Regions from separate parts of the Gossypium hirsutum genome. Here region 2 is linked to region 1. A link is a contact called in public Hi-C data. All regions are on one chromosome and are shown on one strand. The core of a region is the stretch at or near the end of the contact, and the rest is flanking DNA. Distances in the headings are between cores, read along the strand shown. Region 1 holds the start of LOC107911642 (transcription factor MYC2). Region 2 holds the start of LOC107911571 (serine/threonine-protein kinase BLUS1).

What was found. A called contact is a pair of places that touch in the nucleus more often than the background predicts.
Region 2: a contact with region 1 is called in a Hi-C map of leaf, with 2.3 times the contacts expected there. The contact joins the promoter of LOC107911571 here to the promoter of LOC107911642 in region 1. A contact is called at or near these places in 5 of 34 Hi-C or Micro-C datasets (leaf and petal).

The regions. Positions count from the first base shown.
Region 1 is chrD08:40,540,796-40,543,495 of Gossypium_hirsutum_v2.1, forward strand. It overlaps LOC107911642 (transcription factor MYC2), which reads right to left and starts at 1,349. Exons shown (of 1, transcript XM_016839512.2): 1 at 1-1,349. The coding sequence starts at 1,166.
Region 2 is chrD08:40,958,342-40,961,041 of Gossypium_hirsutum_v2.1, forward strand. LOC107911571 (serine/threonine-protein kinase BLUS1) reads left to right here and starts at 1,296. Exons shown (of 21, transcript XM_016839420.2): 1 at 1,296-1,709. The coding sequence starts at 1,539.

The DNA of each region.
Region 1 (2,700 bases), core at 99-2,598:
TCAACTTCCATTGTATTTGGTCCATAATCATAGGTCGGCCTTGTACTGTCAAATGTGGATGCATTTCTTTGGTTATTCGAAACATTGATGGCATTCAACTTGGCTTTTTGGGATTGAACTTTGAGTTTAACATCCAGTTTATCAATCTGAGATCTGAGCTCCTTGATGTAGGCTACCGCATCTGAAAGCAAAGATGCTTTGTCCATCTTGGACACGGTAGGAACCACAGATCGAAGTGCATAGAATCGATGATTAAGTTTCTCACGCCGTAGCCTCTCTGCTTCCACGTGGTTTGAAGGGGTTGTTTTTCCAGTCCCCGACTTTCTTCCTCTCTTCTTCGACCCAACGCTGAACTCCATCTCAGAATCAGCACCGGAGTCCGATGACAAGGGGCGTAATAAAACGCAATTGTCCTTCTTGGCCTCAATTTGTTGCTTTCGGTCATCAAGAATCCACTCCTTTTGATCACTTGCAACCTTGCCGAAATCAAGAAAAGGGACAGTTTGGGTTGACATTTGGAGCTGAGATTCAAGGCCAGGATGCTTGGAACCAAGACAGTTAATCTCAGAACCGAAGATTGATTTTGCAAGTTGCACTAAGCTCCAATTCTCTTGGATCATTTCTGAAGATCCCAATTCAACTACCCCGAAGGAAGTCGAAAGGAAGACTAAGGTCTGGATTCCTCGCATTCGAGCTTCTGTGACTCGCTCGCATTCATACAGTTGGAGCTCCTGATCTCCACACAACCAAATATAGGAGCCTGAGCCGAAAGCCTTCCCAAGAATGTCATCTCCTATAGCAAAAGATCGGTTTACTGATACGGTGTAATACCACTCGTAGTCAGTGACATCGCCATCCACCATCCTCTCAATGTCTATCTCTTCACAGAAAACGGATTGAATCTCTTCCCCCGATCTTCTTCTCCCAAATCTGGGTTGGCTTAGCTTATTTCCGGATTTGCCTGCAAAACCCTTGGTCCCTTGGAAATATCCATCACCCCAAGAAAACACGAGGCGGCCATGAGCATCCCTGGAAGCTTGCCAGAAGATGGAGTATACCCACCATTCAGGCCTGCTTTGGACGATGAACTGGAGGCGCTGTTGCAGCGTCGGCGGAGGGGCGTCTAGGCCGAAGCTAATCATCGAAGATGAAGAAGATGATGACATAATACTGCTGCTCCCTGATCCAACCCAATTTCTTTCTGATAAGGTTTTCCAAACTACTAAGAGCTAAGTAACCCAAAGAGGGATTCGGCGGCAGCAAGCTAAAATATACGAGGAGAAATTAAAGGGATCAGCAGCAAAGACAAAAGGGCAATGTTGTAGGGGCGTTCGGGGAAAACAAGAATTTCCTGGGCATTAAAAGGCCATCCGTGTGGGAACTGTTTTTTGGGCATGCTTAGCACCTTTATCACGTGAAAAATCCTACTATAGGCTGAGCTCCAAAGTTGAAGATGTGATGTGATATTGATGCGCATCGTCTCTATTCGTTGCGAGGTTCAGGCTTCCTCTGGGGTCGCACCTTTCGCTAGTCATTTCCAAATTCGATTCACTACTTCTGGACATTTCAATCTTCAACTCGTCTTCTAGTACTTGTGTTATAATCACTTTTTATTTTTAAGACTTTTCAAATTTTAAAACTAATATAATTAAATTAATTTTATTAAATTTAAGTTTATTATAATATATATTTTAATTGCAGTACTATCAAGTAAGTATATTTTATTTCAAAATATCACATCAATTAAAAAAAATTAATAGTATTAACAAAGTAGACTTAACTTTTAAAAGTTAAAAAGTAGAGAGACTAAATTTTAAAAATAAAAATACGGAGATTAAATTCAAAATTTGTGAAAAGCGTAAGAACTTATAGCATATTTTGGATAAAAGTATAAAGGAGCTCCCTATAGTAGGAGTCAAATTGTATTTTACCATCTATATAGAAAAAATGGAGATATTAGTTTCTTTACAGTAAATGAAAGAGCAAACTAATCTTTTTATTCTACTATTAAAAACTGGTCATTAGACGTTAACATGAAGTACGCATCAAATAAATAAAATTTTTAATAGATTTAATACAAAAGAATTAATTTTACTCATTTTTTAATAAAGAAGCATAATGGAATTTAATTTTTAACACAAAAATTTCATAATATGTTTTATTATATTTTTAAGTTAAAATTATATTTTTAATTATATATGTAAATAAGTGATTTAACAACTCAATGTCCCAACTTTTATAAGAGTTATGTGGCCAAGAAAACAATCTGAAAATCACAGGCTTTTAACTTATATTATCCACTCATTTTTTAATTATTTGACCCTAAATCTTAACTACTAACTGACTATCTGGCCTTTATAAAGAAATGTCAATTTGGCAATAAGAAAGTTCAAAATCAGTATCAAGGTGTAAATGTTTAGAGTCATTAGTTTTACGATTTTCGTTTTCCTTTTTGTTTTTAATGAAAAAGAAAATATGAATAAAACGTGTTTAGTTGAAAGTTTTAAAAATATTTTTAGAAAATTAAAAAAATATGGAAATTAAAAAAAATAAAATTTTAATTGTTTTCATTAAAAATTATTTATAAAATTAAAAGAAATTGAAAGCAATGGTTTTCTAACTTTGGTTAAGTACCAATTGAATTAATTTATTATTATTTGATAAACTACAACAATAAAAAAGTAATGTTCCTATCAAACA
Region 2 (2,700 bases), core at 46-2,545, 420 kb after region 1:
TAATTAAAAATTTAAATAATAGTATGATGAGTGAATCATTCATTAAGTTTAAGTACTGTATTTAAGACAATAACAACATCCACTACGATGTAATTTATTCATTATTGAATATCATTAATTTAAATATATTTTTAATAAAATTAATACATACTATTTGATACATAAATTTAGCTTTAATATTAAATTTGGTACTTAAATTTTTATACATTATTATAAAAATTAAAATAAAATTACTTTATATTATTTAATTGCAGCCGAATTGACCCAATGAACTAATCCGAATCTAAAAAGCTAGTGGTAGAATAATTTAGTGGGACGGCTCTAGAGTTCTTGCCATTTTAAGTATGTCTAGAGCAAATAGTAATTTTATATTTTTTTTCATTCTTCTAATCATTTCTTATTTTTTAAAATTCTATCTAATTTTTTGTTTAATTAATCATAAGGTGATATTGTTTAAAATTGTTTGTTATACTGAAGTTTAAAGTGACAGTAACATAGAGATAAAATGAAAAATGACACAACATGTGGGGTGGCATGTATGTATTTATGCATTAATAGACTCTCATTGATGTCAAGGTTCTCGGGTAATGACGGTTGAGACTAAATGTGATGCATTTGAGAGTTTTGATAAACAATGTTGGGATGCTTTTGATTTATTAACAAAGTTGAACTTAATTAAGCATGTCGTCGACAATATCAACATCATTGTTTATTATGATTTTAATCTTATAAATTTAATTTTTTTTATATCCCAAATTTTCTGATAACTTAATATAGTTTTATGAGTTTATTAAAAAAATCATGTTATAATACTTAGTAAATTTGAGCCTAAATTTTACCGCTAAATAACTGGAGCGAGCTTTTCTTATAATAAAACAATTTTAATTAAATAATTATAATGCAATTTTATAAAAAAATTACTTATTCTAATTTTTAAAATAAGTAATAATAATTGGTAACATATTAGCTAGAATTTTTTAAAAGATTTTATACATAACATTATTTTTATAATTTTTAAAATTTTAAATATTTATCCAATGATAAAAATTAATACTATATGATATATAATATTTTTATGGTATTAAAATATAATATTTAAATAACATATATATAAAGTATTTTATAATATTTTTAGAAAATATTATTTTATAATATTATTATATTTAATAGAATAAAAACTAGTTTTATTTAAGAATACAAACAATTAATCCAATCTGATGCTAGTAAACCCCACTGTATCGCTAATTGGAGTAACCATCTAATCCACGTGTCAAAAACTCATTCATCTAAGCATCAAACAGCGACGTCAGCATCCACCGGATTTCCTCTCTTTCCTTCACACCAGACGCCTTCTCTCTATATCGCAGCTAATGGCGTCAACGGATCAAATAAACACTTGACCAAACAATCAATCAATAATTAGAGAAGAAAAGACAAGAGCGGCCGTTTTACTTCAATTCTTCTGCCGGCGACTTTGAGTGACGATTTCTAGGCGGCTATTGGTTTTATCTTCCAAGTGCGGTTTAAGGCTTCAGTGCATGCGGAGAATGGGAGGGAGTCGAGGTCTTTCGGCGAATCCTAGCGACTACAAGCTTCTAGAAGAGATTGGTTATGGCGCCAGTGCTACTGTTTATAGAGCGATCTATCTTCCTTTTAACGACGTTGTAGCTATCAAGTGTTTGGATCTCGATCGTTGCAACAGTAATCTGGTTCGGCTTTTTCCTCCTTAATTGATTTTCAGTTTTCGATTTTTTTTTCTTTATCTTTTACTGTTTCTAGTCAAATAAATGACTGTAACTTAATTTGATTTTAGTTAGTTATGATTATAGATGTTGTCTTACTAAAATTGGAAATGATTGTCGGTTTCTCTGATTGAATTTCGTTTCTTTGAATTCGGAGTATATTAGGTCTTGAATTATGATTAAATTGAAGTTCTTTCTCTTGCTATTTGTTCCTTTTCGAAAATTTCTAAATTGAAAGTTGTTCCTTCCATTGCTTATGAGGAAGCTAGAAAAACCAACTTAATTTGTTATTCGAATCATACAATTTAAATATGACCTTCCTTTTGTAGCATCCGTTCTATTTATTTAGCTGAGGCATTTCAATGCTGAATTGACATTTGCTACTGCGCGTAATAGTGTGTCCACATTCCATCATCACTTAAATCTAGGTATCTTCCATCGGGGAACACTTCACAACGCTGCCACCACTGAATATTTGGGATTTTTCTTTTTCGTTTTTTTATGAAAGTTTCTGTGAGTTTGTAATATGCACATAGAGGAATTGAATTATTGTGGAGTTGATATGTCAAGGCGATGATTATGTTCTCACAGAATTTTTGCTACACAATTTGAGAAAAAACTGAGAGATTAGAGTTTAAATTTGTCACTTGTTTGTGGTGGGATTAAAATCCTGTTCTGCTAAACTGTTTTCTAAACAAAGGAGACAGTTCTACTCTCTTTACGTTTCTTCTCCTTTCCTTAGTTTCCTCTTAATCCAAACAAAGCCTTAGTTCTGATTCATGCATATTCAACTTCTGGAATGTTTGTTGTTTTGTATATAGGTCATCAATCACTCTACTGAAAAGGTTATAAATTTGATAATAATATAATCACTCAATATGTCTGCATGCCACAATTTACTTTGGCTATTTGAATTTTATTTATCATGAGAGATACAGTTTAGGTCTGTATTCCTACT